Linked DNA regions of Mus musculus: all the other regions are linked to region 3. The links are chromatin contacts, called in public promoter capture Hi-C maps. All regions are on one chromosome and are shown on one strand. Each heading gives the region's core, a stretch centred on a gene start, on an enhancer-like site or on the middle of the called end of the contact. The rest is flanking DNA. Distances are from core to core; before and after follow the strand shown.

Region 1 (6,903 bases), core at 2,664-5,163, 1.9 Mb before region 3:
ACATCTTTATCTTAAAGAGCTTCCCTCCAAGATATAATGTTTGGCTAGAGGAAATTATTATTATGACACCATCCTAGCCTCTGGAGTGCTAGGACTATAGGAACAAGCTCCCATGCCAACTGGACATGCCTTTTTAATCCCCAAACTCACTGGATGGTATCTTCTAACACTGTATGATCAATCATCACCCAAAGGCCCATTTATAGCAAGCAGTTTACTCGTTCAATTTGTAGGTCCTATAATTGTGTGTAAATATTTCCTTTTTAAAATTCTTTTCAGTAGTTCCTTTTAACCTTTTCATGCACATTGTTTTGCTTGCATGTATGTCTGTGTCAGGATGTCACATTCTCTGGAACTGCAATCCAGTTGTGAACTGCCAGGTAGGTGCTGGGAATTGAACCCGAGTCCTCTGGAAAGAGCAGTCAGTGCTCTTAACCGCTAAGCCATCTCTCCAGTCCCATTTCTTCTTACCATCTATAATGGGATTTAATGCCCTCTTCTGGTGTGTCTGAAGATAGCAACTGTGTACTCATATACATTAAATGAATACATCTTTTTTAAAAGAATGCTGGGCTGAAGAGATGGCTCACAGGTTAAGAGCACTGACTGCTCTTTAGAAAGTCCTGAGTTCAAATCCTGGCAACCACATGGTGGCTCACACCATCTGTAATGAGATCTGGCACCCTCTTCTGGAATTTCTGAAGACAGCTACAGTGTGCCTACATATAGTAAATAAATACAAATCTTCAAAAAATAAAAAATATATTAAAAAAAGAATGCTAAAATAGAAGAAATGTATGTTGCCATGGAAAATTCATTGAGTCCAAATTTACTTGTTTATGAGAACAAGATTCTACCTTAAGTAATTTATTTTGCATTTGTGTGTGAGTGTGTGTGTAAGCACACATGTGGTGTCCTTAGAAGCCAGATCCCCTGGTGCTGAAGTTATGTGAAGATGTAAACTAGTGTGGGTGGTAGGACTCCAATTCTGATCCTCTGAAAGAAAGGCAAGTGTCGCTCACTGCCGAGCCATCTCGCTAATCTCCTGAAGAAGTGACTTAAACAGTTTTAGTTATATTTATATTAATTTTGTGTGCATATATATATATATATATATATATATATATATATATATATATATATATATATATATATATATATACACATACACACACACATACATACATACATGGACACAGGTCAAAATTCTGCTTCAAGATGCAGCACTAACTTCCACATGTGTGAAACAAATTCAACCCCCTTCTCCCTTACACATACACACAGAGACACACACATCTCTCTGGAGAACCCCGCCTTTTTTTTTTTTTTTTTTTTTTTTTTCAGGAGATGAGTTTGTGGTCAGCCTGGTTGGTCTACAGAGTGTTGAGTTCTAGGACAGCCAGAGCTATTACACAGAGAAACTCAGTCTCAAAGAAACAGGTGCCAATGTTATTATTTGAGAATAAAGAATGCCCATTTATTTTTGCCTGTCTGGAAAACTGTTGTGTCAAAGCCTAAACTTCTTGACCTTCTGCAACCTGTGGATTTCCCCACAAAAAGAGTTGGTTGGTTACCTATGTTCTTACTCATTCCACACTGAACCCTGTTATGTCTCACTCATGTCAATTATATCAAGAGTCTATTTTTGTGAGACTAAATATTTTATACACATAACATCATTTAATCTCATAATTGTCCTAGAAGTAGCCACTATTTTCATTTTCAAAACTATAAGCCAAGTGGCAAAATCAAGATTTTAATTTAGGCAATCTGATCCCAGAACCAGTCTTACCAATTAATATTGTTATCCATTGATACATTTTCCCCATATTTTACAATCATCTATTCATAGTACTTAGCACCAAGGACTGGAGATAGAGTAAGAGGCAATAAGAACAATTAGAATCTCTGCCACTATGGAGTTTGTATGTTTTTGTTTTTGTTGTTGCTGTTATGATTCTGTTTATTATTTTCTTTTTTATTAGATATTTTCATTATTTACATTTCAAATGTTATCCCCTTTCCTGGTTTCTCCTCCAAAAACTCCCTATCCCCTTCCCCCTCTCCCTGCTCACCAATCAATCTACCCACTCCCATCTCCTGGCACTGGCGGACCAAGGGCCTCTCCTCCCATTGATGACCGACAAGGCCATCTGCTACATATGTGGCTGGAGCCATGGTCCCTCCATGTGCACTCTTTGGTTGGTGGTCAGTCCCTGGGAGCTCTGTGGGTAATGGTTGGTTCATATTGTTGTTCCTCCTATGGGGCTGCAAACCTCTTCAGCTTCTTGGGTCCTTTCTCTAGTTCCTCCATTGGGGACCCTGTGCTTAGTCCAGTGGTTGACTGAGAACATCCACCTCTGTATTTGTCAGGCACTGGTAGAGCCTCTCAGGAGACAGCTATATTAGGTTCCTGTCAGCAAGCACTTGTTGGCATCCACAATAATGTCTGGGTTTGATGACTATATGGGATGGATCCCCTGTTGGGTCATTCTCTGCTCCACAGTTTGTCTCTGTAACTCCAGGAGCTTACATTTTTTATCAGGGTAAATGGATAAGCAAATATGAGATAGCAATCAAAGTATGGGGTAAAATTAGTTTGGGGAAAAGAGGGTCTGGACCTGGGAGAGTGCTGACTTCTGGGAAATTAAAGGATTCACTATAAGGGGATGCATGCCTGAGCAGAAACTTGAAATAAAAATTTGAGAACAATGTGGAGAAAAGTGCTCACTCTTGTATACAATCCTTCCACCAGTGAGATGAACCATCAAGGTTATACCTTCTAATCTTTCCCAAACAGCCCCAGCAAGGGACCAAACATTCAGATATATGAACCTATGGGGTCATTCTCATTCAAACCACCACAACCTTTGCAAAAAAAAGATTAGATGTGAAAGTTTTATTTTTGCCTAGGTCAGGGCAAGTGAAGGAGTGACACAGGCAACTTCCAGGTTGTGCCCTTCATAAAGAGGTGTGATTTCTTCTCTTCTTCATCTCACTAGTTGTAATGGGCCTAGGCAGAGGAGGTGATGAACTAACTCTCTTGGATCCTGAAAGCAAAGACTATTTGCTTAGCCTTAGAGAAAGCAGAACACTCTAACCATGGTCCTGGGAATACTCAAGCTTGAATGTGACTCAAGTGAGAGCAAACACTAAACTTCTAGTTGGACACATACATATAATTCTTTCCTTCAGGAGGTTGAGGCAGGGGAGTCATGACTTCAAGGACAGCTTTCATTTCTAGACTGGAGACTAAACCCAGGGCTTTGAGCATATGAGGCAAGTGTTGGACCACTGAGCTATGCCTCTCACCTGTGAGATCTGTATCTCAGACTTAAAACTTGAAATATATGAAATCAAACACCCTACTCCCCCCTCCCCCAAGTCTACTCTTTTTACTGTCTGGCCTATCAAAATTTCCACTGATTAGAATAAAATCTATAACAGAGGTAGGTTGCTTTCTTCCTTTCTCTCTTTCTTTCTTTCTTTCTTTCTTTCTTTCTTTCTTTCTTTCTTTCTTTCTTTCTTTCTTTCTTTCATAACTAAACCACTCACTACTAGATGTGTAGCTTGTTGAGAGAGATACAAGATGTTTGTCTTACTCGGGTTTCTTGTTGGGACTTGAGGTGGGACAGTTGGATATGCTGTCAAGGGAGGGGAGGGAAAAATCAGTGAGCGAGTGAGTCCCTAGGATTACACTTGCTTCCTACGACCACGCCCCTAATGCTGTTAGTGCCCCCAAATCAATCTTGTCATTCAGTCTCCCGCTCAGCCAGATTCTTTTTGGGCCTTTGGGGTGTCAGGTTAAAAGCAGTATGCTAGTGTGGCCTGGGTCCCGGTCCCGCCCCCAGGCCCCTCCCACATGCCTGTTGAACTCTCCTTCTAGCTCCGATTTGAGGCTCGGGCCTCCAGGATTCTGTAACGGTTCTAACAGCTGGGAGCAGGTGGTGCAGCTGAGTCCTCTGCTCTGGCTCTGGGATCTGCTACCCTTGCCCTCAGTGGCTCAGCTCTTCCAGTGCCTAGGGAGGCCCCTCCCACTGGCGCACCGGGAGCTGTCTTCTGCCACGTCTTTCCGCTAGGTGTCCTAAACTGCTTCCCTACCCAGTAGCCGGCTTTGCACTCTGGACCTTCTCAGTCTGTGGTAAAGGCTTCAGGGGACGGGAGCTTTGCTGCCTTTGAGTGACAACCCTTTTGTGTTTCCTTTTCAAGGTGGTTGCCAGCCTCCACTCTGAAGTTTTCCTCATGTGAACACAGTTTTTCCAAAGATTTTGCAAGCGTGTATCGGTCTCTGTGTTAAGTGACTGGAACTGAGTCTAAGTTCATTCACGACAGGGAGCGCTCCGCAATGAAACCTCATTCACAGACCAGTCCCCCTTCCCTTCCCATGCCTTCTACATCCTGCAGGCCAGGTGAGACGAGGCCTTGGAGGGTGGGAAGGAGCTCCTGGGCAGGGAGGGCTCCCTCTTGGACTTGTGCTAGTCCTTGACAGTGAGTGGCTCAGTAAGGGCCCTCTACTGGTCTTCCTATGCTCTGCAACTCTATATCCACCTTGCTGTCCTAACCCTACTGGCACAGCCCAGAGCCAGAACTTCTACATGTCCCTCCCTCCCTCCCCCCCCCCCCCCGCTGGGTCCCACAGGTCAGACCCAGAAGCCAAAAGCCTGGAATTGGCATTTGGACCCCGAGCTGTGGGCAAGATCTGTTCGACAGCAATTGAATACCTGCCTCCACTTTATTCTGGAAGAGAAGAAAAACCCATGGTTTTATACCCTTCAGTCTGGGCTCGTTGGATGTAGCTGCAGCGGACAAGAACACTCTTGGGACTGTCAAATGAAACAGGAGGATCTCAAGGCAGTGGTTGAATCAGAGCAGCGGACACTGCTGAAGCTGCTGCTGTCTGAGCTTCAGTCTCTGTTCTCAGCTGTGATGCAGGATGGCAGTTGTGAAGCTTGGCGCTATCTGCATGCAGTACTGGGCCTGTTGCCTCCATACCGTGAGATGCTAGCTGGTCAACTCGAGTTGCTGCCCTTCCTGGAGCAGCTGTACTGCTGGGCACCCAAGGTCCAAGCCCGGCTAGAGCTGGACCTGCTAGATGCCATAGACAAGGCCTTTCCCCCAGACAGTTCTTTGTTACATAGTTCTTCCCATGTTGACTGTGGTCTATGGATGAAGAGGTTTCATCGAGGGCCTCCATGCTCAGCATGCCCTTTTGTGAAGGCCCAGTGGGACCGGCAACAAAAAAAGGAATTGGCCACGTGGCTCCGACCATTGACACTGCCTGAGCTACAGCACTGTCTGGGCATTGTTGGTGCTGAGGTGGCCCTAGAAGAGACCCCATGGCTGGACAGCCTTAGTCTTTTGCCCTTGGCACTGGCTACAGACATCCCTGTACAGTATGAAAGCAGTGATACTGAGCAGGCAGAAGGCGAACCTGCTGGGAGAAAGTGAGTGGCATGGTTTGGGGCTTTAAGTAGAAGAGATAAAATGAATTAGTTTAGGTGCCTGCAGGGCTACTGGCTTCTTGAGCCAGCTCCTCATGGCTCTTCAGGATTAGCCCACCTCTAAAGTGAGCTGGACTAGGCTGCACCTTTTTCACTTGCAAAAACAAAGCTAATGTCTCAATGCTAATCTATAGGGAAACACTGAAATCAATAGCAGCCATTAGGAAGCCAAAACTTGACCTTGTAGTTTCCAGTCTTCTCAGACGGTGCCAGAAGCTTCTTTGGGGTTCATATTCTTGGTCATTTATATTTGCCAAAACATACTTTGGGGCATATATTGTGCTGGTCCTAGGAACTCTATATGGGGTCTTTGGTTACTCTAGGGAGTGCTTGCCTGGGTGGTCTTCCTCCACAGGTCTATGTGAACTATTCCAGGTCTAAAGCAAAGCACTGCCTCTATGTCAACTTCATGATCTGACAGTAAGGGTGGCCCCTTGAGTAATGATCTATTCCTTCCAGTCCCCCAATCTGGCTTCCAAAATCCTAGGATTTCAGAATGCCTAGAAGATCCCTTCTAGGAGTTCTTTTAGTATAGGAACTTCTTCCTAGCTCTGGCCTGCTTTTCCCTTTTTATGTCACTTGTCTATGATATATTCACTCTCTAGGCAGAAAAAAGCTAACTTTGCATGTAATCAAACATGACTTACTTGCTCATTTTTTGCTCTTAAATTTACGGTGGGCTCAATTTGTGACTTTTTCGTGACCTCTCAGATCCCTAATGGTGGGCAAGTGGGCAGGCTCCTGGAACTATGAAGGAAGGTGTCAAATGTCAACAATTTGGCTTCAATCTTCTCAGCCAAGCTTCCCTCCTGCCCCTAGCATGGGCCCAAGTCTAACTAACTCTTGGAAGACCTTAACAGAAATGGCTCTGGGCTGATATATCAGGAAGGAATCAAGTACTCATACCTGTATGAACTTGGCAGTCATCCTCTGAGGTCTAGGTAATACAGTTTACTCTTCTCCAGGACTGTCTTCCTAGGTTTTGGTTCATTTAATAACTTAATTGCTACTTGGATGTATCCAGATGCTGGGAATGTAAAAAAATTAGCCAAATAGATTTAGTTCTTTCCTATGAAATCAGTCTTACAGTTTTGTAAGGGAGATATTAGAACAAGTAAGGTATAATTAACAAATTGTAGTAAGTAGTATAAAACAAAAGGCTGTTGGCTATTGCCTGTGTACTCTTAGTGGGATGGGATTGGGAAGGGAAGGGGCTGGAACAGTAGGAGTAGAAAATTTGGATAGACATTAGATTAGTAAAGTGGGTTAGGAGGTGAAAGTGTGTCAGTGGGGCAGCAGTTAGTTGTATTACATGCTAGTGTGCATTTGGAAATGAATGGAAGACAGTGGAAGCACCATTTCATTCTTCATCAATACCTGCTTGAAAGAGAGAAAGACACTA
Region 2 (7,491 bases), core at 4,729-7,228, 1.8 Mb before region 3:
AGTGCTGAGATTAGAGGTGTTCCCCACCACACCCAGCCATCATTCACTCTCTTCCATTCTCAAAGTGATCTTCACTTTCCCCTCCTCAAAATCCCAATCCTCTCCCCACTTTTACGCTCAATGAATAGTTTTGTTCCCTCCTTCAAAGAACCCAAAGCCATCAGAAAAAATTCATAGGACCCTACTCAGATCTAAAGAACCAGAAAATGCAGGAGGGCTTGGAATGCAGCATTTTAATAACCCTCATAGATGACTCTAGTCCCATAAAGTTTGAAAGCCACTCTTTCAGTTAACCCCTCCCATTACCACTTACCCTTAATACTCTTCTCTCTCCTTCAATCTGTACTGACCATACAAGCCTCCCGTCCTTTAAGCTGGGTATGCTGTGAGAGATGATGGTGTGTGCATACGCATGTGTAGGTGTAGAAACCAGAGGAGGACATCAAGTTCCCTGCTCTATCACTCCACCTTATTATTTGGAGTCAGGTTCTTACTGGATCAGGAAAGTTGGCTGGCGGACAAGCCCAGTATTCTGTCTCTCTCTGTCACTATTCCAATCCTCCTCAGCGTTGGAGTTCTAGACACACTTTTATGAGTGCTAAGGCTCTGAACTCAGGTCTTCACGCTTATATAGCACACCAGCATGGCCTGTTTACTGCAGCTTCTCGAAAGTGCCCTCTCTATCCCGCCAAGTCTATCTTGAGGCTCTCCTGCTGGCATCCGTTTTCAGTACTAGTTCACAGCACCCTTAGTAGAAGCCCACCCTGCTTCTGTACATGCCTAGGAATCTTAGTTTACTGACTGTTTCTCTTTTACACTCCTCACTGCACATACAAGGAAAAAAGTCAACAAACTCTGAAAACTAAATACGGCTTGAGAAGTCTGCAGTGAAACCAACAAATCATTCACAACACAGTTGTATGCTAAGAAACCGTTTGCAGACAGTATGTTGGGAATATAGATGCTTCTGGGGAGGGGGCTTATGAATCTGCAAAGCTATTTGGGAAGATGAGTATACTTTGGTAGTGAAATGCATGTTCAGCAGCAATAGCACATGCAGAGATATTGTATGGAACTGACTAAGGTTGGTCTCAGTTCAGACTCCAAACATGCCTTCTGGCCTTTTTCAAAATCTTTATTCCTTTAGGCCTGGAGGCATCTAACTGGTTCAAAATCCCGAGACCTATTTGCTCCTAGAGGAAACTCCTAGGTCTTATTCTTAGGAAGTCGTAAACAAGCCTATATGCCTGGTTTCAAGGCAGACGCCTCCTGAATGAGCTCAGTGTGTCAACCTAGCTCACCTTCCCTCAGCACTACGCCAAGAACTTGTATATTCAGTACCTGTAGTTTTCCTAGGACACACAGACTGTGCCAATAAGCAGCCCAATCAGTTTCTGCTGTTGAACAGATTCCAGCTTCTGTATTACCCCCTTCCAAGGAAAGCTTCAAACACGTTAAGTCTCTAAAGAGCAAATAAGCCCGTTTACATGCCTATATCAAACTCCCCCAGTCTTTCTCGGTCACATCTACATTACTTATTGCTCAACCGTTAAGGCAGTAGGGGTGATCAGACACAGTGAGATCAACGACACACATAGCCATAGCTGGTTTATTCAGCACCTCTTACTAGTCCCAGCTCTAGCTGTAGCTTTCCTCAGTGAACCCATTTAACATACTGTAAGACAAGAAGGTTACATTTTTCAAATGAGAAATAGAATATTCAGAAAGTAAATGATTTCTTCAGCTAAATATGGTGGCCCATGCCTGTGTTCCCAATAATCAGGAGGCTGAGGCAGGAGGATTGCCATTTGTTTTGTTTGAGGTCAGCTTGGACTAGTGTGAGATACTGTCTCAAAACAACAACAACAACAACAACAATAGCAACACAGAAAAAAATTAGATGATTCCCAGCTCCAAGAAACAAAGAAATTAAATAACTCCCAGCCCCAAGTGGCAAACTAGCATTGGGACCTGCCATAAGGCAAAAACTGCCTGTCTGTAGTCTTGAAGCTGAAGGAGCAGAAACTATGGATGAGCAGAGGTGGACAATATTGGTCAGAAGACAACACAGCGGAGAGCCCACGTGCCTTCTGAGAGATGAAGAGAAAGCAAACCCAGAGATCCATCAGTTCTCAGCCGACTAGTTTCCACAATACTGAAGTGACCCACAATTATTAGACACATCCATGCCCTCACAATAAACACCTCATTCTTGAGCCTGCCCAAGTAATTTTATGCTTTCTGTATCCAAGAAGGCTCCATTAGAGTAGAGCTGAGCTGGAGGCTTTACCACAGTGTTCTTGGTACAGAAGGAGGGTGGTACCAGATCCTGGCTCATAGCCTGGGTAGATACAGTCTTCAGAGTTCTGAGACTGGAGTCTGAGCTCTCCCCTTCCAATGGGTGTCCATCGGTCACCTGCGCTTGTAGAGACAGGGCTGAAGTTTAAGGCCTGAGAGTTGGGCTTTGGGTCCTACTCGAGGAGGTCCGGTCTTTTCAAAGTCAAACAAGAAGAAGTGGCTGTTGGTCAGGTCCTAGAAGCAGAGAATACCAATGAGCTACAAATTTTCACTCCAACCACACATCTCAGTGTTTCCCCTGCTCAGAGAGCATCTCACAGCCCCTCCCAGAGCTTTGTCTTGAAAGAGCAAAATTCCCATCTCTGGGTTTACAGCCTCCCTCCTGAACACCATTATCTGAAAGAGGTTAAGAACTGGGCAGACTTCTCGGGGACCCCCTCACCTTGTAGATAATCTTAAAGCCGAGTTTGGTCACAGCCCCCAAAAAGGTCCGAATATCCTCAAAGCGGCTGCTGACTTCAGCTACTTTGAGAAGACCCCTGGGAAAAGGAGGAAGTCATGTGTGAAGGGGTGGGCACCTGTATGCACATCAAAACCATCTGTGTTCTAGGGACTCACTCACCCTGTTTTTAGCACTCGATTTGCCTCCTCAAGGAAGTCCCTGATGTTAGTTCCCATCAGTGAAAGGCAAAACACAGCCACATCTACAGATTCATCCTCCAGAGGCACCTGATGAGGAAGAATGTTCAAGAGAGCACACAGTGTCGGAAGAGGAAATTCAGCACCAAATGCTTGAACTGGATAATCGGATAGGAAGACTAGGAAGAAGGGTTAGGCCAGACACACAGAGGGGCTTACCTGGGCCATGTCACATACTGTGACCCTGGGGTCCAGAGAAGCCAAATCAAAACAGTGCACAGGGTTCCGGACACTTGAAGCTAGGCGGCAATCTCCACAGCCAAAGTCAGCTACCACTAAGGATGCAGGCCTGGGAGTGGAAGGGAGGAGAGGGCCACTTACTGGTCTGGTCAAAGTCTTGATCACCAACACCACCCCTCTCATAGTGCATAGCACCCCTCACCCCCATTACTTCTGGCGGAGATCTTTGGCAATACGGTCCACTGGGTGCAGTGGCCACTTCTTTACTTGTCTCTGGAAGCCACGGTGATAAAGGAGAAAAGCCTCAGGGTCTTCCTGGAATAGGCGTCGGGCAGCACTGCTGGGCCCTGAGTACAACTGTTCATTAAGGTAGCGAAATCGGGCCCCATCCAGGCGTTGTGTCATGCGTGCTCGCAGGGCTCCAGCTCTAGACTCTTGACTATCTGACTTTGGGACAGGAGGCACCTCAGTCTCCTCTATGGAAGCCTTGGGAGGAGCCTGCTCTGGTGTCTGGAGTGGCCGAAATTTGTTCTTGTGTCTCCGCTTATTTTTCTGCCGGTTCCGCCACTGCTTGCGGCTCAGGGTGTGTGAGGAGTTAGGTGACATAGACTCAGGGCTTGGCTTGGATGGGTCAATTGTAGCAGTACTCGTCCTGGAATTGTGAACTGCAGAGAGGGAGATGAGAAGGCATTTGAGGTTTGGTCCCCTAAATTCAGAGGCATAGCAAGTCATCCTGGCTACTCCCTTGTCCTTAAGACAGAGTCTGTAGCCTGGATAAAAGTGCCTCTTACCATCCAACCCGTGTGCGTGCGTGTGTGTTTATGTAAGAGAAAGAAAGACCTTTATCATCTATGCAGTCAGTTCACAGCCTCCCCACCCCCATATTCACACATACTGATACCTGTTTGGTCAACACTGTCCAGGGGCTGGGTTAGGTGTAAAGAGGAATATTCCTGGCATTTTCTCTTTCCTTTTTCTTCTCCAGCAGAGACCCCACCAAGAGGAGGAGCTTGTCTGTGGCATTTTCTTCTTATTTCTTTCCCCTCAGAGTCACTGATGGATGGCGCCTGTTTCTGACATTTCCCTTTTCTTTTCTTCCCTACTTCCTTTGAGACGCTGGCAAGTGAGGGCCTTTGGAGGTGTCTCTTCTTCCTTCCTACCTCCTCCTCCTCCTCAGAGTCACTGCCAGGTAGGCTGGGGGTTTGTTGGGAGAGAGATGCTGCTTCCAGAGCCCGTAATGTGGCCAAGAGATGGCGGCGCTTGCGTCCCTGGAGGCAAACAAGGGATGAGAGTGTGTGTGAGAATGGACGAGGCCTGGAGACTAAGAAAGGAGAGATGGGCTTCAGCTACTGGTCGTTCTTCCCATCCAAAGTTAACAAGTTTGCTGTGAAGTCAGCCAAGCCCAGAACATTCAGGCTGCAATCCCACCCTCTGGGAAACTGGAGGGCAGAAAGTGTTCCCATCCTACTTTTCTAAGCGTGTAAAGGATTGCCTGTTGATTTCCTTAGAGGAATGTGATAAGCACACAAACAACAGGACCAAGGCAAGACAGCAGCCATCTTTGCCTCCCACTGACAGCATTCTAGGAGCAGCAGAGGGTTTTTTGTTTGTTTGTTTTTTTTGTTTTGAAACAGGAAGGGCAGTGTCACACATGTCTATTAAAAATGTTCCTAACTGGCCAGCAGTGGTGGTACACACCTTTAATCCCAGCACTTGGGAGGCAGAGGCAAGCGGATTTCTGAGTTCGAGGCCAGACTGGTCTACAGAGTGAGTTCCAGGACAGCCAGGGCTACACAGAGAAACCCTGTCTCGAAAAAAAAAAAAAAAAAAAAAAAAGTTCCTAACTGCAGTAGAGAGAAGCTGCACACAGACAAGCAGAAATGGACTACAGAAATGAGCAGAACATCCTGGGCTAACTGAAGGTCAGGAACACCCCAAGGGGATACTGAAACCCTCATATCTGATGAGGTTCAAAGGAAAAGGCCTGCTTTCCGTGAAGCTGATTTGGGGTTCAAGTCCTGCTGCTTGTCCTCAGCTAGACCCTTACCTTGAGCCTCTTTTGAATAGTAATTCTGATAACCTCCCAGTCACTTGCCTTTACTCTAATATACTTTCTACACTGCCACTAAAAATCCTCTAAAAATCCTTTCAAGACTACGGATTCAGCTCAGTAATAAATGCTTATCTACCACGCTGAAGCCCTGGAATCGATCCTCAGTATATAAAGTGATGCCAGGTGAGAGAAAACTTGGAGAAGCCACTCCACTGCTAAAACAACTCTACTGATTTCTACCCTTAGTGTACAAAAAACTTAAACTTTTCAAGCTCTGCGCTCCACGCTCCACGCTCCGAATCCCGCATTCCTATTTGGACTATCCGGATCTTCAGATCATAACTAACTCCCTCACCACCCCGATCCACGATAGCATTCAGGCTCTCCCTCTAACCAATACGACCCCCGGAGGGTAGGCTTCACCTCCTTCAAACAGCCCAGTGCAGGGCCGCTCACCTTGACTGGCGGGGCAGTCGCCGGCCTAACCTGTGCTGTCGCGGCCCCTAGGCCCACGATGGCTGGGGCCGCCTCCACCCATTCGGGCTCTTCGAACATACCACCCGTAGCCCGCAGGGCCGGAGGAGCCTACGCTCTGGCCCACGTGCAGCGCGCGTCAGGGAATCCTAGGGCTGGAGTCGGACCAAACCGGGCCGGAAGCCACCGAGTGAAATTCTGTGGTAGCTAGAGCGGCCTTCGCGGAGCAGAGCACCATAGAGCGTAGCCGCTGGCGAGCTAGAGAGGCAGTAGGAGGTCGGAAGGGAGGGACCGCGGCCCGCGCTGGCCCGAGCTGGCCGGGGCGGGCCGGGGCGGGGCCGGGCGGCGGGCGCGGCCGGACGGGAGTTCCCCCGGAGAAGGCGCCTGCGGCCCGAGTCCCGGTGAGTGTGGGTAGCTCCGCGCCCTACCCCACGCTGTCTTGCAAACCCGTCTCTGCGATCTCTGCAGCAGTTCTGAGCCGGGGCCGCCGGGCAAGGACCCCTGTCCCCTCCCCCGGGTGTTTGCAGCTTGGGTCCCTTCCCCCACCCCCAAGCCTTGCTCGAGGGCCGGGGCTCAGAGCCGGCTGACACCAACTCGGGAAACTAGCAAAGTCTACCCTACACCCCCAGACCCTCCTGCTCCTCGAGCCAAGGGGTCGTCCGCTGCCCGAAGCCCTTCATAGACAACCACTGTCCCTCTCGCGACGCTCCCCATCCCAGCACTGACACCTCTGTCCTGAGGGAACTCACACAGAGAGTCATTCTCTTGTCTCTGTTCTCCCTCAGTCCCCCGAGGCTTCCCCAGTCCCGGGGTCTCTGTGCCGGGACGCTGCTATGGACGACATTTTCACTCAGTGCCGGGAGGGCAACGCGGTGGCGGTGCGCTTGTGGCTGGACAACACAGAGAACGACCTCAATCAGGGGTGAGCTGAAGCGTTGGCGAGTGAGACGGCTACAAGTCCTCTCTCCGCTACTCGGGGTGCTCATGTCTGGCGGGGGCGGCTGACTTTGCTATCCAGTGTAAGGAGTAGTAGTAGTAAGCAAAGCCTGTTGATGGAGGAACGTCTACACAGAGGAAGCTGTCGGAGTTGGGTTTGTTTTTTTTTTTTTTTTTTTTAAACTAAGTTTCACAATCCGGTTCCCGGGAACTTTGCAGCCTCTATGAACTCATGTCAGAGGCAGACCTGAGTGCCAGAAAATTGTCTGGAATTACATGTAGCTGGAGGATGAGTTTCTGCGCCCTAGAGCGTTGGGTAGAAGTGGGAAAGGATATTAGAGGTCTAAAGTTCTGAAGCTTATGTAGTGATGAGAGTACCCATTTGTCAGGCGTCACCCTGGACGCAATTGCCTTAAAGTGATGTTTTGGATACAAGAATTGAGACAGGGTTGGGGTGAGAGCCCTAAAATCATAAGGATGAAGTAATTGAGTTGGTATGGGATGTGAAGGGGTTGTCAAAGATGACCTGGGGTTTAAAAGGAGGTTTGGGTACTTGGATACTTGGCAGTTGCTGAGGTTCCATTATGGACTGGCCACAGTTTTGGTGACACTACAGTGACTTGGAAACGCTTGGCAGGTTGTTAGTCATGCAGATTTAAAGTTCAGGAGGTCGGATTGGGAGACCAAGATGCCACAAATAGCATTTAAATGGTATCTGAAGACTCTATAATGTGGAATGTAGTACCTTAGAAGAGTAGAAAATAAAGGCAGAGGTTGAGAAGCCTGGCTGACAGGGAACAACCATCAGAATAAGAAATAAGAAATGGATTAAGATTAGAGAATGGATGTTT
Region 3 (6,852 bases), core at 3,229-5,728:
GCACAAATGTCCAGTAGGAAGGTTTGAGTTGGGGTGCAACAGTATTTCTCCTGGAAAATCCCCTCTGTCAGTTCACTTCTGACCAATCACACCCTGGACTCCATGGACTTTATAAGTTGATGCTTATATTAGGTGTTGTGGGTTTTGTAGAACAAATTACCACAAACCTGTGACTTAGTAGACATTTGGTTACTCTCCGTTCCAGAGGCTGAAAGAACAAGATCAAAGTGTCAACATGTTTGGCTCTCTGAGACCACCCTCTTCAGCTTGCAGATGGCCATCCCTCAGTGCCCCCCCCACACACACACAACTTTCTGTTTGTATCTGTGACTATGCCTAAATTTGCTCTTTTTATAGGAACATTAGTTAAATGAGTATAGGATCCACCTCAAGAATTAACTCTAACTTAACCACCTCTGTCTTCAAATACAGTTGCATTCCAAGATCACAGAGATTAGGATGCAAACAGGAATGTATGGACACAATTCAGCTCATAAAAATGGTGCGTTGTTTCCTCTTCCTACTTCCATTGCCCAAGGGGCTGCTCAGCCACTCCTGCCCACCAGAGCACCTATGTCCAAAACAATCTCTCCCTCAAATTCCCAGGTTTCCATGTATTCTAGAACAGATGAAAAAGGATGCTATTCTTCCGGGGGCTGGGGGAGTAGGTGATAGAAAGATGAGCAGGAATTTGTTGTTACAATGGAAGAAAATATTCTAGGTTGTACATCCCTCCACCCGCTAATTCAAGCATAGAAACCACCACATTGTTAAATTTCGTTGTGAACTTTGGACAGTCAGATGTGGCTCCTGTGGAGGATGAATGGGGGCAGTGGTAAAAGCTGAAGTAAGAAAGGTTGGCCAAGGTCATGTTGTAAAGAGCTTCTTTCATTTTGCCATAAATCAGTCAATGCTTTATCTAGAGATGAACACAGGGAATTAGAGGCGGCTGCAATCACTCATGCAGGAAACAAGGCAATTACTTGTAAGAGGCTGAAAGATTGGAGCAAGACATTAAGGCAATAGCTATTAGGTGGGGGTGGGTAACAGGAGTGGTGAATGACAGATAAATGGATAAAGGCTGGGGAAAAGAAAAAGGAATCAAAACAGAGAGACAAGAAAGCAGAAAGACCCTACTCACATCTACATCAAGAATCCCTGTCTCCCTATGGGGTTCTGTTGAGCTTGTTCTGGCCCCACTCCCTCGGTCAGGGAGGTTCTCCTCTTTACAGACTTTTTCAGAGTTGTCCAGCATCTCTCTGTGGGGTTCTGTTGAGTTTGTTCTGACCCTCCATGATCAGGAAGATTTTCTCAGACTTTCTCGGAGTTGTGCAGTATCTCTCAGCACCATGGAGGATGCTGGGAGCTAGGACAGCTCTAGACATCAAGTGATCAGTTAATTAACATGAAGAAAATGTAACAGAAGGAGCCAGTAATAATGAAGTTGGCTACCTGATCAGTCACTTAGGGAAGGCACTTAAAGTGGAGCTCACAGATCTAGGACTACTGACCTGGATCCATCCACACTGAGGAAACAGCAGTGTGTCTCTAAGAGTTGGAGTGTTTCCTGTAAGGATACTGAATCAGGAAAGCCAAGGAGCTTGGTATTTATAGAGGAACATGGAGGGTCACAGTACTTGCTTACTATCCTTATTCATAATAAGCTTAGAGTGATAGCCAAGCCCGGAGGTTAGATGTGAAGAAAACACTAGACAAGGTGAATGACTTTCTGTGCTGTCTTCCCATCCTCTTGAACACAGCAACCACTCAGTAGGATTACTGTGAGCAAAACTAGACACAGCAAGCCGGTATGTGTCAGTCAAAGTTGCGACAGTCTCCAGGGTAAGCTTACTTTTTCTTTATGACCTCTCTTGTCACACACACACACACACACACGCACACGCACACGCACACGCACACGCACACACACACACACACACACACACACCAGGAATCTGTCCTCTGTCTCACTTGTTCTAATGTTTAGAGGGGCTTGCATAGGATTTTATATCTCTGTTTGGGATTTGAAGGAATTAAAATCTCTAGAATAGAACAGTTATGGCCAGTCAGAAGTTAAGCTTTTCCCTGGGAACCTGATGACTACAGAGAGAGGCAGGGGCCTGAGTCACTAACAGGCAGAGACAGGAGTCCCTTCCAAGTGTGGGTCAGTCAGGCTGGAGTCCACACCTTCAAAAAGCAGGAGTGACAGTAAGGCAAGAGTGATCCTGAGAACTTGGAAACAGCTGAGGTTTAAGCAAGGAGATACCTCTTCACTAACTGCTTGGGGGCGGGGGAGGGGGGTCTTTAGGCTTCACTGTGTACACGTGCTTGCTTGGTAAAAAATAATAATAATAATAATGCACATATATTATAGGAAGACCAGAGGAGGGGTATGCACTGTCATACACAGTGTTGATTGTGATATACCAAGGACTTCCTCCTCTGAATCTTTTCCGTCTTAACTCAAAATCCCATGGGTAGGATTTAAGGCATTTGTGGAAGAAAAGACACTTTGGGGAGAGCATTCCCTCTTTGATAAGAAGACTGAGTCAGATAGATTTTTTTTTTTAATTGATGCTGGAGATGGAACCAGGCAGTGGGCTTGCTAATTTACTGCTGATCTGAGTCCTCAGAATTTTTTAAATAACCCATCAACTTCAATATGTGCTGTCCATATAGCTCTAGATCTAGGGCTATCCACTGGAGCATGATGGACTGACAAGGAGCCAGAGCCTTAGAGAAAACTGACTCTCTTCACCTAAGATGCCATCAGCTGTCCATGGCTCCTCAGTTAGGGGTGGGAGTTCACAAACCTCTTCCTATTCCATGCTGGAAGATGACTGACTTGATCTTGTGCAGATCTTGTGCAGGCAACCATGCCTTCTGTGAATTAATGTGTGCAGAAGTCCTATCATCTCCAAAAGATGCTGTTTTTCTCTAGTCCTCTTCAAAATCTGGCTTTTATAATCTTCCTGTTCCCTCTTTCCTGATGGTACTTGAGCCTTGGGGCAAGGCTGTGACATACATGTCCCACTTGTAGCTTAGTTTGCTACAGTCATTGATTTCTTGGTAGTTTGCTCACTTGTGAGCTTCTGTGTTAACCACCATCTCTTGGGAGAGAGATTTCTCTGATACTAAGGACTGCACTAATATGTGGGAAGAAAGACACAGATGTCCGAGGCAGTTTGGTTTTGGTTTTGTTTTGTTTTTAAATAAGGATGTAAGAGAAGTTAGCTAAAGTTCAGGCAGTTTTGGAAGGAGTTCAAAGATGGTTCTCTGAAACAAGAGCAATTGTTCTTAACAATAAGGAGATGGTGCTTGGAACATTACCAAGGATATAGGGAAGAACCAGTTAGCGACCAAAATCATATCAAAGAAGAGGAGAGAGGAACATCTATTAAGAACTAGGATATTCAAGAGCTACCAATAAGAAATGTTCAGATTTTAGATTTCAGCTACTTGTGTATGGATCAAATGCAAACTCAGGTCTTCTACCTCCCGACCAGGGCTCTTTCCATATTCCATAAATGCTCCAATTTCCCCTATTTTAAAAAGTGATTCATTAACAATGCAAAATAAAACAGAACAGAAGATGGAGGTGGGGTCCTGGGCCTGCCTATGGAAAAAGAGGTAAAGGTGGGGAGGCACTAGCACAGGAAACATAAACATGGAAGGTTTTATGGCTTTGCTCCAGCAACGGGATTTCTCTTTAGCTGGCCTGAGGGTCTGGTTTCCAGGCTGCTGCTAATGGGAATTCTGACACTGATGATGGGAAACTCGAGGACTTTCTCACAGTGGGATTACATTTCCTGATGACTCAGTGTCCCAAAAACCACTGTGTCAATCATTCATTCTCATCCTAAAAATTTTCTTCTGGGCCAGGAGAGATGGCTCAGTGGTTAGAAGCACCTGCTGCTCTTGCAGAGGACTGGAGTTCAGTTCCCAGGAATCATATCAGAGAGATTGTAACTCTGGACCCAGGAATCTCTGAGGCCACGTTCTGGCCACTGTGGGCCCCATATTTTCATGCATACATGTGTACATGAATTAAAAAATAAATCTAAAGAAAAAGGAAAAAAATTTTTTTCTTCTAAGTTCAATCCTGACAATTCTCAGCTGTTGGTCTGGGTAGCCAGGCCTGTGCCCACTGTACCCCTCTGCCCACAGAGCAATGCTGCCCTGTACACTTTTCTGAGATGGCATAGATCAGCATTCACATTTCCTTGCTATGCCTTTAAGAGCTACGAGAATGCAAGAAACAGAGGTGGGGTCTCCTAACAGAACTTCTTGGAAAAAGATCCTAGGAATTTCTGCCAGAAACTGAACTGAAATTCCAACACTGAGACCTTGGGGGGTGGCCTGTGTTGAGCTAGGCCTGCGATTGGACTGCACAGTCTATTAAGGAGGAGGGAACCAAAAGTAAAAGAGTTGGGGGAGGGGAGAGGAGAAAAGACCTCCCCTCCCCTTCCCCAACCCGTACACTCTGAACCTGGAAGCTGTAAGTAGCCATTAGCCTGGAGAGGGTCTGTGCATGGCCAAGCTGAGGGCAGCAGACACTGGACCCCCGGAGCTCTCTGCAACCAAGTGAACACGTAAGGCCTGCAGAGACTGGCTTGCCAACAGCTGGACTTGATCACCAGCTTGAAACTGAGATCATGCACCGGGTAGAATAACAAGCGGACTTTGTTCTCTCTGGCTATGCAAAGCGTTGTTTTCCAAGGAATTGCCACAGCAGCAGACAGAAAACCAGAGATCACCACCCGGACCCCTGAGTCGTTTTAGAGAACCAGAGTTCCTGGGAAGTGTGCAGGATGGTGGTGGCCCTTCAAGAAGCTTCTGCTTCCCTGGTTCTCTTCCTTGCAGCATTTCTGCCCCCACCACAACATGCCCAGGACCCAGCCATGGTACACTACATCTACCAGCGCTTCCAAGTCCTCGAGGTAGGTGACCTGTCTTCCCTTCACAGGGAGTATGCCTCTTGGAAGTCACTCTGCTGTGCCCCCACTTTGCTGTCAACTAGGGTGCATGTCTTCCTGATACAGAATGAATCACTGCTAAGATGACATTTACAGATGTGCATAGCCTAGCAGCTCAGATGCCACCTCCATTGCAGGCCGCTTGTACTTTCCCCTGGCAGTTTTTCTAACCTATAAAATGGACATAGTGATAGAATTTAGGTTCAAATGATACTCTGCAGATTTAATAAAGAGATTTCAAATTAGGGATGTTTTATTTGGGTCATTAATCCATACTCAGAACATAGCCTAACTCACTGAGTAAATTCTCAGGTTGTTGAACATTCAAAACCAAATAGTTCAGTCTTCAATGTATGAATTAGAACTCTAGTCATGTTTTCTTCATCTTTTACTATATAGGGATGCTAAGTGATTCCAGCTTTTCTCTTTTCCTTTTTATGATAAACTGTTAAGTGAATATAAGACAATGTGGTGTTACATATGGAGGCTCACCATAGATTTTTGCTTTTTATTCCTAACTGGACTTGGGTTTGGAAATGAGATTTCCCAGCAATGTTAAACAGAGTGAGAGCATTTGAGGTAGAACTTTGTTAGAACAGTCAAAAACCCAGGGTCGGGAACATGACTCAATTGGTAAGAACTAGCCTAGCGTGCAGGAGCCTGGGGTTCAAGGCTCATCACTGCAGAAACCAGGTATGTTTTATGATATCAGCTGTAACAGCAGTACTCAGGGAGTGGAGGCAGGAGGATCAGGGGCTTCAGAGTCATCTTTGGCTAAACAGGAAGTTTGAAGCCAGTTTAGACTAAGTGGGACTCTATACCAAAGCAAAACAACAAGTGAACAAAATTCAATATTTTTATAGGCCAGTCAGGTTTTTAGGAATAAATTTAATCTTCTACTTTGCAATGCTTTGCTCTTATGCAAGTTGAATTGGCATATTATGCATCTTCTGTCTATGACTGTCTTATCTCAAATATTTATTTTCTATATTTTCCTGAAAAAAAATCTGTAAGCCCAAATGATGGGGCCATCTATCTATAGTTTCAGTAAAATAAGGGCATGGAACGAACAATCCAAAGGTGGTTTTTCATACTGTCCATCCAGCAGGTGGAGGCCTGGAATCTGTAGATAAGGCACTCCCAGGCCCTGGGCCTCATACAGCACTTCTTGCTCCCTTCCTGGACATGCTGCCAACCTCACCTGCCTAAAATGCCAAAACTGTGCTCGGGCTTTGGCAGCAGCTAAACTCGTGTGCATTACCCCGTGGTCCTGCCAGAGGGTGTCTGCAGACAAACTGCCTTGCAGCATTTCTGCCCCCTGTAGCTCTGTAGCTGTGTAGATATGTTTGATCTGTAGAAGATAAAGATAGGTCCTTCTTTGACCATTAGGTTCTGGCTGGTGGTGAAGAGACAAATCCCAGGCAGCAGCATTTCTGGCCAGTGCAGAGGCTTGACAACACACGGATACAGGGCCTGTCTGCAAGGCGAATGTGGGGGAGCAAGAAAGGGGAAATAGAGACTTGTGAATTATTAATATCCATTGTCTCTCCATCTCTCTGTCTCTGTCTCTGTCTTCTCAACTACTTTTCCTGTCTCTATCTCTTTCTCTTTCAAGAGAAAAGGCTCTGCATGATTATGAGTAAAAGGTTTTCTGTTTGTGAGGAAGGTTTTAGTCAATGTTGCCAAGTGAGCTTTAACTATTAACACTGACCCAGCAGTCCCATTTCCGTTCACTAATTCTTCCGTTCACCAAATATTCTTTGACTATTACTCTATCCTTAGCTCTGTGCCAGATGTGAGGGACTGGAACTCACTTCTGGAAATATAGTGAAATATATAGATGTGAGGGACTGAAACTCACTTCTGGAAATAATAT
Region 4 (7,572 bases), core at 2,603-5,102, 1.4 Mb after region 3:
CTCACAAACCAGTTCTCATTCTAAGCTCAACATAGACACTTAATATTACTAGCAGAACTGTGTCCTTATTGATACACATCCAACCCTCACCCTACTTTCTCTCTTTTCCTACTAGCAGTTTTCTGTACAATTTATTTATTAGCCTCGTTTCCTTTTAGTTATCTTGTCCCCGATTATAGCTATCTAAAGGCTACTCCCAAGCAGCTATTCTCAGCTTAGAGCCCTGTAGTAACTCCCCATTGGCTGTACGATAAAAACCCAAACACACTAGCAGACAATCTAGCTTTACCCAACCTTGCAGGCCCATCTGCTGCCACCGGGACCATTCAGCACCCTGGTTAACTCCCTGGGTTTCAAGCACACTGTGTGCACTCTTCTGTGTCTGTGACTTTGCTCATGATACCTAGTTTGGGGTAGATATAATAGCTGGTATTCATAGTCTCTTGGTAACTATTAATCTCCCCCCTTTCCTTTCCTTCCGATCTATAAAAAAAAATCTTTTTCACTCTTCAAGGCCCAAGTCAACCATTACCCTTTTCTATACATAGAAGATCTTCCTACTTCCAAATTCATTGACTGTCCCTCCTCTGGTCTACTCTTGCAAGCACTCAGTTACTGCTATAGTCATCATTTTTCCCTGTTTATACTGCCAGAGTGAAAATTTCCTGAGAGCGGTCTTGCCCCTTATCCCTGCCACAGCCACCAACCCCTGCATCAGCCTTACACCTGGTAATGTCTAGTAGACATCTGATTGATTTGAATTGCTTTTGCCAGACTGCAGGATCACAATGCCAAGCCACAAGGCAGAGTTCAGCCTGTGCACATATTCATTTATTATTCATACCCCTTTGCTTCCACAGTTGAAAGAGGTGGCCTCGTTTCATAAACTGTTGAACTAAGCATAGATGATGTAGGACTCTACATGGCAGGTCTTCTTATCTGGGGGAATGGATCTTGCTGAGGAGAGCTGGCACTGGGGTCCTCAAGCTTAGGTGGCACACCCCCTTACAGACTGACTCCAGTTTGTCTTTTTAAAAAATGCCTACAGTATAACAAGAATTTAAAATACCAGCAAATACCCCATGCTAACGGTATTTAGACCAGTGGTGAGGAAGGCATCTCGGGCTTACTGCGTAAAAGGGTTTAAGTAGAGATGACCTTGTTCCTGGGGATAAATTTGAAAAGCTTATGACCTTCTTCAAAGTCACTTATATAACTCAACTGTAAGAATGTATAATGTTTAGTCGGCAGTCAACTATAATGTTCTGTATATGGCTTTCCAGAGCATCCCTTTGATTCAGCCACTGGGGTTAACTAAAAAAGTGAGCCAGTGATGTCATCATTCAAGTGGGAAACCCTCCACGAGTTGTGAGTTGAGTGTGAACACTACAAACCCTGTAGAACATCCAGATCCTACCCTGCCACCAGTTTCTAAAAAACATATCTCACCAACATTCTTGTGCAGATCTTCTTTGTCTGTAGAGGGGCTCACAGACTCCGATGCTCGCTCTCTCTCTCTCTCTCTCTCTCTCTCTCTCTCTCTCTCTCTCTCCCTCCCTCCCTCCCTCTCCCCACCATATATACTGACTGAGTCTCCAATAGCTTTTCATATCTCATGTGTACATACTTAGTCATGAAACAGCAACACATTTCCCCTTTCTCTTGAATATCACACACACACACACACACACACACACAAAATATGCACTGGCCTACAAATCCTTGGCTTCCCCATAGCATACAGGTTCTTGGTCCTCCCACATCTCATGTACATACATGTTCTTGGGTACACACACACTCATCCATGCACTGGCAGGCTTCCCGGCTCTTCTGAATCCCACATGCTCACATAGCCCATGCAGAAAAAGAAGCCATGGAAAGCATCTCATTTCTGCACCTCACTCTACCTCCAGATCTTGCTCCCTTAGGACAGAGCCAGGAGTGTCTGTTTAATAGATTCAATTACTTCAGGCTCCAGAGACCTTCCAACTTAATTCTGATTGCATTAAGGTGTCAGAGAATTTGGAAAGAAAGGGGAAAAGACAGCCGCAAAGTATTGATGGGGAAGTCTTCCAGACGCTTGTCATCCTACAGAGGTAGATAGCAAATAATTATAACTTTGTCAGAGGTGGAATGGACAACAGGGAGTTTAGGGGTCAGTGCCTCTCATACACCCTTTTTTCAGGTCTTCGGCCTAAAGGACAGCAGCCTCTGGGGGAGTAGCTTTGCTGCTGTCCTCTGGCTTCCAGGGAAGGAGGGACAAACTAGCCCTCTGCTGCTCTGAAGACCAGGCAGCAGCTTTACACTGCACCCTACTCTTGGGAGATTTTCTTGGGAGGTCCAGTATGACAGTAATAGCCCTTAGGAGGTTAATAAATAACCCAAGTGAACAGGGTTTGGGGAGCTAAGATCTCACTCTAGACAGATAAGGATTTAAGAGTAAACACATGCACAGCACATGGACTACTGGGAAGCAGAGGATGGAGACTGTGGACTGGGAGTTAGTATGTGAATGCTGGCTTCACCGAGGACTACCTGTGCAGCCTTGAGCATTGTGCTTGTCTTCTCTGTGCTTCATTTCCTCTGCTGAAAAAAAAATCTATCTATCTATCTATCTATCTATCTATCTATCTATCTATCTATTTATCTATATATATATATATACAGTTCCTAGGCCAGTCGTTAATGAAGTTATTTAAATCTCACCTAACAAAGCCCCAACCCCTGATAGCTCACCAAGCAGTCCATATATCATCATTATTGTATTTGTAGTTTATGGGTCAGACAAGGCTGAGAAGCTGGAATAAGCCCCAGGGGCAGGTTCTGGCTTGGCTCCAGGGCAGTAAGATGAGACCCACCCTAAACATGGGGGTCATTACCACACTCCTCCCAGTGCTGCCAGAATATCTCTCCATGGAGGCTCTACTGCATATCCGGTGCTGCTGAGCCTAAGGTACACTTGAGGAGTGTATAGGGTCTGTGTTCATCAGTAGTCCCTTCCCTGATCCCCATTATGAGGTTCAGGCTGGCCTTCCAGCCTCCTACGTTGCTGGATACCTGGCCTCTCCCTTCTTCCATCTAGCCCTATTATGGATCTTCCATCTTTCCCTCCCCTGCCTGTTATTAAATGTAGGTCCTCTGTACAGCCATCTCAGCAGCATTCAAGGTTAGGAGGATCTTTCTTGAGATTTTGCTGCCCTCCAAAAGGGCTTTGAGAGATGAGAGACCCTGGTTCAACTTCAGCTCCAACACTTCCTTGTTCCTTGCCCTTCGGTCAAGCCATTTCTCAGACTTCATTCCCTGGGAAATAGGGATAAAATATTTGCTTGTCAAAGCTGTTGTGCCCGCTAATGCTCCAACTTTCTAAGGACCTGGAGTGCAACCGTAAACAGAACTCTTCCCTTGGTTGTGGAAACGTGGATGGGAAGCGTAAGGTCCAAAAGAATGACCCAGGCAGAGGAAACACCGTTTACTTAACTAAAGATCAGAAGGTTATGGAGGCAGGCACATGAAATGGGAAGTTGAGAAGGAAACAGGGACTCAGTCAGTACTCAGACCAGAGGCTCCCTGAGTTGAGTCCAGGGTAAATCTGAGATAGTCAAGGACTGAGGGATAGCTGAGGTCCTAGAGGGAGAAACTGAGGCTAGGTGACAGCATCCTTCCGGCAGAGAGTGGGCATCCCGCGCGGTCTGCATCCACCGGCCAGGGTGGGGTCTCCGTCGAGGCGGGGCCAGGGGCGGGGCGGCGGCTGCCACGCAGGGCTCAGCCTGGGGCGCGAGACCCGGCGCCTGCGGTGCGGACTGCCTCTCCCGCCTCAGGCGCGCTCCAGCCCGCGCGCTCCCGGTGCCCCGCGCACTCCCGCCGCCTCTCCCGAGCGCTGCACCGCGCACAGACAACCGTTCTGGGAGCCCGCGGCCGGGGCCCTGGCGTGCAGAGAGGGCCTCGGCGGGGCCCAGCGGTCGGGCCGGGGAGGATGCGGCCCGGGGCGGCCCGAGAGTTGAGCAGGGTCCCCGCGCCAGCCCCGAGCGGTCCCGGCCACCGGAGCCGCAGCCGCCGCCCCGCCCCCGGGAGACATGACTTCCAAGCCGCATTCCGACTGGATTCCTTACAGGTACGCGGGCCCGGCTTCCCCGGCTCCAGGGCATGTTCGGACCCCCATTCCAACGCTGAGGGCGGGGAGGAGGACGGGAGCGCGCAGCCAGGGCACCCACCATCCTCCGAGTCGGGATGCAGCGTCGGTCGGGGCCATCTGGCCTGGAGGCAGGGTACTGCTCCCTCAGTCTCCTTTCCAACACCGGGAGCGCGGGTTGGAGGTGCCGGGCTTTTCCATCCCAACTTTGAGGGCCTCAAAGCCACCTGCCCTTTTCCACCCTTCTCAACACCCAAAGCTTCTTAAAAGATCTCTAGCCTTGTTGAGTCGGGTGGCACATGGAGAAAGGAACTGCTGTGAGCCAGCCGCCCCCTAGGCCCAGCACCCAGGACATGCGTCTGGATAGCTTGTGCGCACACATCCCTGCATCTTCACGCTTGCACACAAACAGAGCATCTGCGCGCTGGGCCAAATATGTCCCTGCTGTTCAGTTCATATCCCCAAAGCATGGATTTGCTGAGATGGTTAGAACCCAGGCCACATGGCAGCTTACATGTACCCATATATCTCAGTAGACCTTAATTTGGGGGCTGCACAGGTGCATACATTCAAATCTGTGCGTATAGGAATACACCGTATTACCTACTCATAAGTACTATTCAGTACCTTTCAGAGATGCTTGTTAGTGGAACTAGCTCACAATTCAGAGAATTGCTCTCACACACGCTCACGTGCACTCAAGAGCATTGACCAACCTCCTGTTCCTGGATACTTGGTTGGGCAGACCTAAGAGAGACTCGGGTTTTCTTGTGTGGGTGGTGGGGGAGGGGTGGTCTCCAGCCTCACACAGGTGCAGGCCTTTCTCCATCCACTACTCAATTCTATTACCAGGGAAAAGAGCTCATTGCCATAGCAGCGCCACATCCGTGGCCACTCATTGGCTCTCTAGTTGCCATGGGCTACCGGGCTGTCTCTAAAGCCTCCTGAAGAGGCATGTGTGTAAAAAGGGAGCTGGACTGCTAAGACCCACTTTTTATTGCTGACCCAGGTGCACATTTGTTGGTTTGCAGAATCAGACACTCAGGACCCACATAGCCCATGAAGGAAAGTGATCCTGACAGAGTCCTTCCAAAGAGTCGGTCCAGACAGAACCCCAATTAGAAACCAGCTCGAACTGCCTGAAGCTTGTTAAAAGCGGGTCTTTCTACCAACAGGCACCTGTCATAGGCCTGGGAATTCAGCGATTTTTTCTCGAGAATAATTATTGCCTCTGAGCTCAGCCTCTGTGGGGGCTTTTTGAGTTATTTTCTGTCTTACCACCAACACACACAGAGACACATGTAGACAGAGAGTCATACACAGGCTCCTGCAGACATGTGAGCCCACACCTCAGTCTCACATGGATAAGGGAGAAACCTCCAATTGGGAACTGGGGCCTGAGTTGTACTAACTCAGAAGACTATGTGCCCTTGACATATATCCAGGATGAGGGTGCAGATAGTGCTGAGGCCATTCTGGTATTTTCTTGACTCATGTGCAGCCTTACAGAGTATCTCTGACCATTTGTCTGCCAGCAGAGGTGGAAGGCAGTGCCTATGGACTGAACAGACAATAGTGCTGTGGAAGTATCTTCAAGGAGATCAGTTGTTGGGTAGTGGCCAGCCACAGGCTACACTGTGACTGTGGCAATAATGCTGTGCTTAGGTTTTGCAAAATGGAAGGCTTGGCTGGTTATGGTTCAAGACTGATTCTACCAGGGACCCAAGGACTAAAGCAACTTGCAAAGCTTGTAGAGAAAAAAAAAAAAATCTACCTCAAGCTAAGAGGGTTTAGTCTGCGCCTAGGAAAAGAGACCTCTGGGAGATAGGATTATCTCTGAGAACTCTATTGCAAGTGCCCAGGGCATTGATATCCTGAAATGGGTGATTGGCACTCAACCCAGCCTAAGCCTAACCATCCCCCATTCTCCCTCCCACACTCAGCTGAAAGCACAGAATCCTGCCACCCTGGAAGCCTAGCCCTGAAGGCAGCTTGGCACCCTGTGGCCCACCCTGCTTCCTCTCTCCCTTCCTGTCACCTGCCTTCTTGTTCTGTGCAGTGGGGAGAGTGGGTATTCAGCTGGGGGTGGGCTGCCATCAGGAGGAGCCTCCTCTGCCCTGTTCAGTCTTTCTGAGCATGCGCAGAGCCTGGAAAAGCACTGGGTTTGGGAATAGACTTCCTAGTAGGGAAGACCTGTGCTGAGAGGCGATCCAAATGGCCCTTTGCATCACTAGGCTGTGGATTGCAGGCAAAGCCACAGGTCTGTCTGGTGGCAGAAAACTGGGACAGAAGACAAAGCACAGTTCTTGGCAGCTAGGCAGGGGGCAGCATGCATACACGTGCTTTGCCTAGTGTGAGGTTTTCCCTAATGCCACAGCACTTCAGACTGGAATGTGGTGTATGGGGGAGAGAGACTGACTTGTTAGCGCTTCTGAAAGGCTCTCTCTCTCTGTCTCTGTCTGTCTGTCTGTCTGTCTGTCTCTCTCTCTCTCTCTCTCTCTCTCTCTCTCTCTCTTGCATCCTGCATTCCCTTGGCTCAGCTCATTTTCCTCAAAGCAGTGATAGTTGGTGCTAATCTTCTTAGGGGTAATTTTGGCTCAGTTTCTAATGATCATGGATTAAGCTCACATTCTGACTTAAAAGGGAGCCATTCCATTTATAAAGATCAACAACTAGAGTCATTTTTTCCCATCTCCTGTTACCTGTATTCTTGAAGAGTATTAGATGCCTGTAATGTTTGACTCTGCAGCTTTTTTATAAGTTGTAGGTGGGTGGAGTTCCAAGGAAGGACTGTAGCTTCAGGCCTGTTATAGGCCTGTGCAGTTGGTGGTTGTTTATTTGCATGTGTGTGTGTGTGTGTGTGTGTGTGTGTGTGTACGCCTGTGTAAATTTATGTGTACCACATGGAAGCCCATGGAAGCAAGGAGAGGGCAAGAGGTCCCATGGAACTAGAGTTACAGGCAGGTGTAAATTTGCCATGTGGGTGCTGGGAACTGAACTCAGGTTCTCTGCAAGAGGAATAAGCACTTTTAAATGCAGAGCCTTTCCTTAACACCCATTCTCAGTGTTCTTGCCTGCAGTGCCCAGGGTTTTCTTCACCAAATCATGAACTCCTTGTGAGCAGGCACCTCATGTGACATCTAGCTGAACCTCCAGCACTACCCAGCATAGAGAAAATGCTACCTCTATAAATCAAAGTGCTGTCAAACTTCAGACAACTTTTAGGAATTCCTGGACTTCCTGGTCCCATCACAGTGAGGCCTCCTGAACCCCTGAAAGGTACAGTTCCCACCCTAGAGAATCTCAGGCTGCATGGGCTCCCCAGGCCCTTACAGTTTCTTTGTGTGTGTATGTATGTATGTATGTATGTATGTATGTATGTATTCCTGCCAAGCATCTTCCATCAGCCAGTTGTGAATGGAAAGCGCTTCCTTGTGTTGAGT

Evidence for each region. Promoter capture Hi-C pulls out the DNA fragments that hold promoters and counts their contacts.
Region 1: a promoter capture Hi-C map of liver shows a contact between it and region 3, with 5 times the contacts expected there. The contact joins the promoter of Dnhd1 here to the promoter of Olfml1 in region 3. A contact is called at or near these places in 3 of 39 promoter capture datasets (liver and pre-B cells).
Region 2: a contact with region 3 is called in a promoter capture Hi-C map of liver, with 4 times the contacts expected there. The contact joins the promoter of Ilk here to the promoter of Olfml1 in region 3. A contact is called at or near these places in 5 of 39 promoter capture datasets (cranial neural crest, frontonasal cranial neural crest, liver and 1 more).
Region 4: a contact with region 3 is called in a promoter capture Hi-C map of cranial neural crest. The contact joins the promoter of Tub here to the promoter of Olfml1 in region 3. A contact is called at or near these places in 3 of 39 promoter capture datasets (the 3T3-L1 cell line, cranial neural crest and frontonasal cranial neural crest).

Annotation. Positions count from the first base shown.
Region 1 is chr7:105,646,863-105,653,765 of GRCm38.p6, forward strand. Dnhd1 (dynein heavy chain domain 1) reads left to right here and starts at 3,914. Exons shown (of 44, transcript NM_001370803.1): 1 at 3,914-4,079; 2 at 4,210-4,409; 3 at 4,640-5,444. The coding sequence starts at 4,346. It also overlaps a transcript of Timm10b not described here.
Region 2 is chr7:105,730,612-105,738,102 of GRCm38.p6, forward strand. Ilk (integrin linked kinase) reads left to right here and starts at 5,979. Exons shown (of 13, transcript NM_001161724.1): 1 at 5,979-6,105; 2 at 6,490-6,626. The coding sequence starts at 6,538. Rrp8 (ribosomal RNA processing 8, methyltransferase, homolog (yeast)) reads right to left here and starts at 5,973. Exons shown (of 7, transcript NM_025897.2): 1 at 5,687-5,973; 2 at 4,079-4,445; 3 at 3,389-3,842; 4 at 3,157-3,286; 5 at 2,921-3,027; 6 at 2,741-2,837; 7 at 1,119-2,532. The coding sequence starts at 5,785. The coding sequence ends at 2,413.
Region 3 is chr7:107,562,955-107,569,806 of GRCm38.p6, forward strand. It overlaps Olfml1 (olfactomedin-like 1), which reads left to right and starts at 4,479. Exons shown (of 3, transcript NM_172907.3): 1 at 4,479-4,940. The coding sequence starts at 4,812.
Region 4 is chr7:109,007,028-109,014,599 of GRCm38.p6, forward strand. It overlaps Tub (tubby bipartite transcription factor), which reads left to right and starts at 3,853. Exons shown (of 12, transcript NM_021885.4): 1 at 3,853-4,111. The coding sequence starts at 4,074.